Linked DNA regions of Sus scrofa: regions 1 and 2 are each linked to region 3. A link is a contact called in public Hi-C and HiChIP or PLAC-seq data. All regions are on one chromosome and are shown on one strand. Each heading gives the region's core, a stretch centred on a gene start, on an enhancer-like site or on the middle of the called end of the contact. The rest is flanking DNA. Distances are from core to core; before and after follow the strand shown.

What was found. Hi-C and Micro-C count contacts between places; a contact is called where the count stands out from the background. HiChIP or PLAC-seq counts read pairs in DNA pulled down with a chosen protein or histone mark.
Region 1: a contact with region 3 is called in an H3K27ac HiChIP or PLAC-seq map of alveolar macrophages. The contact joins the promoter of CS here to the promoter of MYL6 in region 3. A contact is called at or near these places in 1 of 5 promoter capture datasets (liver) and 2 of 2 datasets of contacts at active chromatin or transcription factors (alveolar macrophages and skeletal muscle).
Region 2: a Hi-C map of liver shows a contact between it and region 3, with 2.2 times the contacts expected there. The contact joins the promoter of RAB5B here to the promoter of MYL6 in region 3. A contact is called at or near these places in 2 of 47 Hi-C or Micro-C datasets (liver and skeletal muscle) and 1 of 2 datasets of contacts at active chromatin or transcription factors (skeletal muscle).

What each region holds. Positions count from the first base shown.
Region 1 is chr5:21,699,256-21,701,955 of Sscrofa11.1, reverse strand. CS (citrate synthase) reads left to right here and starts at 1,393. Exons shown (of 11, transcript NM_214276.1): 1 at 1,393-1,440. The coding sequence starts at 1,399.
Region 2 is chr5:21,372,012-21,374,711 of Sscrofa11.1, reverse strand. RAB5B (ras-related protein Rab-5B) reads right to left here and starts at 1,379. Exons shown (of 6, transcript XM_021091797.1): 1 at 1,256-1,379. It also overlaps a transcript of CDK2 not described here.
Region 3 is chr5:21,557,903-21,560,602 of Sscrofa11.1, reverse strand. MYL6 (myosin, light chain 6, alkali, smooth muscle and non-muscle) reads right to left here and starts at 1,278. Exons shown (of 7, transcript NM_001163997.1): 1 at 1,245-1,278; 2 at 954-981; 3 at 1-91. The coding sequence starts at 1,247. MYL6B (myosin light chain 6B) reads right to left here. Exons shown (of 8, transcript XM_003126266.3): 5 at 2,595-2,700; 6 at 2,032-2,109; 7 at 1,845-1,882; 8 at 1,608-1,718. The coding sequence ends at 1,854.

The DNA.
Region 1 (2,700 bases), core at 144-2,643, 140 kb before region 3:
GAAGACAGCCAAATAGGTGTAAAGGTCCGGAGGTCCTATGGGAGTGACAGCAGTGATGTGACAAAAAGGGAGGTGATGAAGTTCCATTGTGGCACAGCAGAATAAAGATCCAGTTTGTCACTGCTGTGGCACGTGTTCATCCCTGGCCCAGGAAATCAGGCTGCAGGCCTTGGCCAAAGGGGGGGGGGTGAGGTGATTTTTGTTGCGGGTTGGTTTTTGACGCCTCAACTTTTTTTTTTATAGTCACACCTGTGGGTTATGGAAGTTCCTGGGCTAGGGGTGGAATCAGAACTGCAGCTGCTGGCCACAGCAATGTTGGATCTGAGCTTCTCTCATCTGTGAACTTCCCCACAGCTTGAGGCAGTGCCAGATCCTTAACCCACTGAGCGAGCCGGGGATAAACCTGCATCCTCATGGACACTATGTCAGGTTCTTAACCCACTGAGCTACAGTGGGAACTCCAAGCTCATCTTTCAGCTAGATAGATGTGGGGTGGACTGGCTGTGTGGGGTTATGTGACTGGAGTGGCACTGAAACTAATGATCTGTACCCAGAGGGCCTGACCTGCACCGGAAGCCTTCATATTAAGGGGGCCTAGTAAGATTTGGATTTCTTGGCACTAGACACAAAACTGAGAGTCCGCAAAAACCACTGGATATTCAGGGACCTACCTCAGCTTTCCTTCTCCACATTCTGGGGTCTGTTGGTATCTACAATGCCATGGCTTCCGCTTGCCTCAAATGACCTCCACCAAGTAGCTAACTCTAACATCACTGCCTCTGTCCACATTGTATCACCTCTATGGCCATTAAGTCATTGACCAAAGACACTGTTCAAGATAGCATGCCAAAGAAGTAGGACCACTTGCATTGATAGTGTATTAAGGGGTTGACTTCCGAGGACCTTTAAAAATCGAAGTCCTTAGCGCTTTTTCACTAAAAGCCATCTCAGAATTAACCCCAACTGTGGATAAGGGTTAAGGAGAAAGCCTAAGAAGGAAGTTAACTGGGGTCTCAGGCACATACTTAGCCACCTATACGCTTCCCCCCGCCCTTACACCCTTAATTAGCCTACCTCGGACGGTCCAATCCTCCCCATCACAACTGCTGTCAACGGCTTAGGGCCCGCCCCCCACGCAGGCCGGACCAATGGCCGAGCCCGGAGCAAGCCCTTGAGAGGGGGCGGGAGCGGGTTCCGGGCGGTAGGCGGGGCTTCCTTGAGGACCCCGGGCTGGGCGCCGCCGCCGGCTCGTCTACCCTTTCCCTCAGCAGCCTCCTTTCAACCTTGTCCCCCCCCCAAGCCAGCGCGGCTTCTGGGGCAGCGGCGGCGGCAGCTCCCGTTCCTGCCGCATTTCTCTTCCCTCCTTCCCTCCCCGCCAGATCTCCGAATTCGCCTGCCATGGCCTTACTCACTGCGGCCGCCCGGCTCTTCGGAGCCAAGGTGAGTAACTAAGGGAGGGAGCGCGCCGTCCTGGGGTGGGGCTGAGGAGACTGCAGGCCCTCAAGCTCCGGGGTCTCCCTCCCCTACCCAGACGCACTCCAGCGCGTCTTAAAGGCACCCTGCGCTTGGCTGGCCGCCAGCCCTGCCTGGAGCTCCCAGGGCCATGTGCTTCGCTGGCCTTCCGGCCCCTGGGGTGAAAGGAGTGCTACTCGCCCGGCTTGCGGTCTTGGGTGGGTGGGGAGGCCGGACCCTACTGTCACCTCGCATGTCTGGAGCGGCGGGGTCGGGGGTGCGGGCGGATGCTTGGCCTTGGAAAAAGGAGCCGCTAATGCAGAACATAGGTGTTGTGTTCCATTGGAGTTAGGAAAAGAGCCTGTTTGGAGGAGGGGGCGGGGTAAGACAAGTGGCCGCGGTAAGACAAGCGGCAGGGGTGAGCAAGTGTGCTCACTCTATCCCTGGACCAAAGCTGGAGCAGTAGCTAATTTCGGCTTCTGCTTTGTAGAAAGGGCCTTGTCAGTTTCTGAACTGCCTGCTTGCATTTTTCCACCCAGTTACTTTAGTGATCAAGCCGTAGCAGTCCTTGCTAGAGGAATGCGACCCTGGGTCCTCTTTGTCCTTGGAACTCTTGTACTTTTTATGTAGGAGGAGCTTGGGTGGGTGGAGCGCCTGTGTAAAACCTTCTTCATGATTATCACATATGATTGGAGAAAGAACCGGAAAAGTTATTTGCCCAAACTGCAGGCTAAGTGAAGATCCAGGGCAGAAGATAGTAATTCCAAGGTTACATGACTGGTCCTCCTACTTACTCACTCAGGTTTTGTTATTAGTTCGCTCTACCTAGGAGAGGTTCTTCTTATTCTGTGGGGTCTTTTACTTGACTTTTGCTACCCCTGGGACCATAGGAGTATTGTTGCAGGTAATGGTGCTTTCAATTTCATATTGCCAAAATTACTTTTGTCGCTGGGTAACTTGACCCTTTAAACAGAGAAACTGCTGTGCTGAGGGGAGTCCCAGCCTTCTAATCCAAGGAGGGACAGTTCCACAAGTGACCTTGACTCCTGCAAAGAACTTATACTTTCTCTTTTGCAGACAGATTAAAGCTGCCAGCACCTGAAGGGAAGGAAAGGAAAACTTTAGAATGGTGTTGGCTTACTGTGTGTTATCTTGCATGGCTGGCAGACAAGGTGAGGCCTATAGGATTTACACTGGGGTTCTTTCAGGCACTCAGCAGCAGAGTGGAGGCTGATCATTTGGGAGATA
Region 2 (2,700 bases), core at 130-2,629, 190 kb after region 3:
CTCCATCTGACCCAACTTTCTAATAGCTCAGAGACCGGGGCTCCTGAAGAAGGAGACAAAGAACAGGGGTGATGCCAACCTTCTGGAATGGAATTTCTCACTCTTCCCCAAATCCCTTCCTCAGTGATATCACCTCATATTTCCAGGCTTGGTTCCACCTAACCATTACCTGCCTGGGAAATACCCAAGTCCAAGTGCCACGAAAGTTTCCCCAACTATGGTCAGAAGGTCTCTGGATGGCTGCGGGATCCCTAAGTCCATTTCCAGTGCAGAAAATAAATCACTGATTCTCCATTGCTGGGTCAGAGACAAGGTATCCAATAAAGACCACATTATTAAGTAGGAAAGAAAGAATGAACACCCCCAAAGCCGACTTCTTAGCTTTTTCACAGGACATGAAACAGGAGGTAAGAAGAAACAGAGACTGCAGTCTAAAGTGTGTGAACGGCCAACAGTTAGAGAAAAAAAAAATTACTTTTGTCTTCATTGGCTACCCCAGGAGTACCAAAAAACTTCAAGTTACCACATCTCCACACGTAATGGGAACAAAAGCATGAGTTCTCGCAAGACCCTGAGCCTCTAGCTCACCCTTTAGCATTCCCAGCAGCTCCCATAACTGATGCGAGACCCTGCTTCCCTTGCTCCAGTTCCGAGTCTTCTAGATTAAGAAAGCTCTCTTGGCTTGTCTCGGTTCTCCCTCACTGAACCCAAATCCCTGTCGGCTCAACTCTGGAGCACCCTAGTTATTTTTATAATAGTCACTTTGCCCGAAAAGAATGCCTCTTACACAGCTAAGAACCTTTCTCTGGCCCTTCCACTGAGACCTCTCGAGAGAGCCTCAGCCCCGGTTCCCCTCGGGGCCCGGGCGTCGGGCTTGACCCCTCCTCACCTCCCGGCATGGGCTTACCTCACCCGCCGCCCCATCCCATCTCCCCAGCTCCTCCCTCTTCGGCGAGGCTCAAAGAGGCCTGCCCCTGCCCGCACGCGAGCCACGGGCCTCCCGCGCCGGCGCCCAGCCCGGCAGCCAACACCACCCAGCCGCCTTCCCGACTCACCAACTTCGGGCTCCCAGCCCGCCCGGCCCCCTCCTCAGCGCCCCCATTAGGCCTGCTGGGGCCCGGCCCCCTTCTCCCCTCTCCAGTGGGCCACTCCAACCCCTCGCGGAGGCCTAGACCCGCCTCTGCCCTCAGGCCAGGCCGCTCTCCTCTCCGGGGCGCCTCCGCCCCTGCCCTTGCGGGCTCCATCAGCCAGGTACCTGGGGCTCCGTCTCCCCCGTCGGGCCCAAGCCTGTGTCGAACAGACAAACAGCTGCAGCTCAACCAAACCCTCCTGCCCCTCCTCCTCCTCCTCGCCCTGGGGCGGGGGCCCCAGCCAATTGCACGACTACCCGCCTACCACAGAGGGTGGGCTCTGTGCGCCCTAATCCGCCAATCCTCTGGAGAAAGGCGGATCTCTTTCGGCGCTATCACCAATGAGTACGAGAAAAGGACTGGACAGACGGGTCTCTGCACCAATACAGAGAGGGAAACCTTGGAGATGGACGAGGTGAGGAGCCACTAAAGAGTGAGCTCCCCGAGATAGGGGGCGGTACACCACTAACAGGCGTGTACCTCAACCAATAAACTCTCGACATCCTCATGACCCCGCCTTTTGACTCATAAACATCTAATCAGGTGAGCGACGGAGGCGGGTCAAAGTGAAATTTTAACCAGTACTTCGAAAATTCGAGACTTGAATGGCAGGCAAGGCGGGGTCGAAAGGCTTTGGAAGGCCGCTACTGACCTCCGCCCCTCCCCCGTATTCGGCAGGCCTGCCTTCAGCGCCCCGCCCTCTATGACAAATTCGCGGGCGTAAGGGAAATACTTCTCTCCGGGACCTGGAGCCTGGGAATTTAAGTACCCTTCACATCGGTGCTTCCTCCTTTCAGTGGGGCTCCGAAGGGTGGCCCACGGGCAGTCTGAGATTTTTTTTGGTGAGATGAAACAATGGCAACTCCTAGAAGTGGTAACTTGAGGAGGCTTTAGCCCTGTTATAGTAATTTTTCATAAGACGATTGATATATTCTCAATTGTACGTAAATATGAATAAACTACTTTGGAAAACTTTACCGTTTGTGATATGAAACAAAAAGGAAAAAAAGGGGAGCTTCCTGGGAAATGCAATGTCAATGCAAATTCCCATGGAGCCCAGTTCCAAACATACTGCTGCTCCTAAACCCTAACCTTGAAATTCTGGAACTGGCACCTCGTACGTATGTGTATGGGATATATGTCTATGTGTAGGTGTTGTGGGGGCAAGGAGAGATGTAAGTTTGTGGGGAAAGAGAAGTAGGAAATACATAAGCTTCGGTTTCCCTAGCTGTAAAATCAGGGCAATAATTCCCACCTTGCCCACCCTCGGCACTATCCCAGTTGCATCACAGAGATCAAAATGGGGATGGGGTGGGTAGCCCTGCACAGAGATTAGGAAAAGGAGTCTGAAACCAATTATCGCATACATTCATATTCTCTCACACACCATTCTTTCAGTAAAACACAGAGATGAGCTATAAAACTAAGAACTTTTTTTTAATGAATTATAAACTAAATTACAAATAATGTTAACAGCAAGAACACTCAAGGACAAAAGGTTGGAGGAAAGAGACAAAATCATAAAAAGAAAAAAAAATTTTTTAAAAACATTTGCATTATAAACCCCAAG
Region 3 (2,700 bases), core at 29-2,528:
TGGCCCAGGGCCCTCATCACGTCCCCACACTGGCTGTACAGGATCTTGCCATCCCCTGTTCGGTCAAACAGCTGGAAGGCCTCCTTGAACTCTGAGGATTCGGATAAACATCAGCACCTGGCAGGCACAGATGAACCCAAACCCTCCCTCACAGTCCCCGTTGCCCATTCAACTTTAATCACGCTGAGGAAACCAGATATTTATACCACTGTACACCCAAGCCCTCTAAGAGGGATCTAGTGTCCCTTCTTCCCAACTCAGGTGTCCCACATAAAGACAGCTCTCCTCAAGCCCTGGCAGAGTGGTAACTGCCATTTCCATACCCCCTCTGCCTACAGCAAGCCTGCCCAGCCTCCTCACTACAGTACTCAGGGCAGGAATTTGCCACCGCCCAGTCTGGGCCTTGTCCTTATAAGGAAGTGGGAGCAGCAGCCTGGGACTGGGGTCATCCCAGCCTGCCACTCTCACCCCTTCAGTACAGAAAGAAATCTTTCAGAGAGTATAGCTGCAAAGAAGCGTCCTCAACAAACTCCCCTGTACCAGCAAAACAACAGGTCACTGCTTCTTACAACCTTCACAATTCCAAGCTGGGGGAGGGGGAAAGTTAGCACAGGAGGAGAGAAGAGGCAGAAGGAGGTGATTAAGGAACAGAGGAGCACAAGCAGCTTAATACATCACTCCCGAGCCCCACACACGGCAGACATTGGTGGCCAAGCTGTTTCACATGCTCACACCACCTACAGAACTCACCCGGTGCTTGGGGCTCAGATCTAGAGTAGAAAGGGAGGGAGGAAGAAAGATTGAGAAAAGAAAATGGAGGCCCAGAAGGAGGGAGAAGGGAATCCACGAGGTACTCCCTTGTGGGTGCTGAAGAAATGACAGGTAGGGGGTAGGTGCTAGAAGGAATGTCCCTCTCCCTAAGCATGACCTCAGCGGGGTCAGAGATTACCTACCTGCGGTCTGGTCCTCGGTGAAGTCACACTGCTCGGAGAAGAGGGGAGCGATCAGCATCTTAACTCCAATCCCCCAAGCTTCCAGCCCCGTCCCAAGAACTCTGAACCACGAACTCCTGTTCCATCCTGGGCACTCTCGCTTCCCAGCAGGGCAGGCTCTCAACATCTCCAACCCCACCTCCAACCCTCAAGTCCCTTTGCCCCCTACCTTCTGCCTTCTCTTCGCCCCCTACCCCCGGCTTCCCGCCTCTCGCCCCCAATCCCGCTCATCCTCCCAGCCCCGGGCCCCACCATCTTGACTGCTTGGCTCTGCGGGACCTTTTCCTGCAGTAATGGCTCCGGTTCTCGGCCCAACCCTAGTCTTAGTACGTCCCAATGACGTCACCCTCCGTTGACCCAGCCAATAGGGATCCTGGCCCGGTCTTATGCAGATGCTGCTGCTACATTAGTAAGGAGGTGGGCGGGGCCCGCTGCGGCTCATTTTTCAGAATAGTCCTACCCGGGGCACAGAAACCGCAGAGGAGGGTGGGGTGGGGCGCAAGGAATCTCCTCCTGCGAGCCGCAGGAAAATCGGGGGATGTCGGATTTGGGAGAGGAGATCCCTCCCTTTCCTTCCTTCCCTCCCCCACCTCTGAAGAAAGCAAGAGTCGGAGGTTTAGGGGAGGAACCGTCACTTTATTTTGAAACAATAGGTGGCCTCCTAGCGGCAGGAACTTGCTTTCGCCCGCGAGGGGTAGGGGGACTCCTTGTCGAGCCCCACTGCACCTGTGGAAAAAGATGAACGTTGCCAAATCCTGGAGCTCAAGCGCGCAGCAGGACGTGGAAACGTATGTCTCTGGTAGAGGGAAGGGAAGCAGGCTGGCCTCACAAGGCGAAGTGGGAGGGCCCTACCTGTAGAGCTCAGACGCTCAGGATGTGCTTCAGGAAGGCTGCAGAGAGAGGAGGCAAGAGGGGCTTCAGAAGATGGTCTTGATAATCCATCTGACTTTAGATAATTTGGGCCACAGGACGCGCCCCCACATACGAGGAGCCTCATGCTTCCCCTCTTCCCCTGTCTCTTCAGCTCCTAGCCGCTCACCTTCATAGTTGATGCAGCCGTTGCTGTCCTCATGTCCTGCCAGAACTGTCTCCACCTCCTCTTCAGTCATCCTCTCTCCTAAACCCCAGACACAGCGTTTTAGCCCCTGCCTTCCCTCCCTCATCAACCCAGGCCTCATTCTTCTGGGTGGTACCTCTTCTCCCACCCTGGAGACTTGCCCATAGCAACAGTCCCCCAAGAGAATCCTGTCCTTGTAATGCGCATGCCTTGAATGCCTCCCAGCATCTTGCTTTCCATTTCACCTCAGTTACACCTGGTGAAAGCTCCACAGACAAGGAAACTGAATTTCAGAGGATTAAGAGACACATACCATATCACAGAGGCCAACCATCTCTTCCAAAATAGAAGCTCAGATCTCCCATCTCATCCCCTTTCCTCTGCCCTTTGGGAGGCATCTGTACCCCAGAAGCAGGCTCTGACCTTCTCGGTCTTCTGCCCATGACCTCCAGGACAGTAATCCCTCCCTGGCTCTGCCTGCTTGGCTAACCTTCTTCTTGGTTCACCCCCTCCTCTCCACCCCACAGTTCTGGTCCCTGCCTCACCCAGGGTAGTGAGGACATGTCTGAGCTCTGCTCCCATGACTTTGCCGTTCCCCTCTTTGTCAAACACGCGAAGCCCCTCCAGGTAGTCCTGGTATGTGCCTTGCCC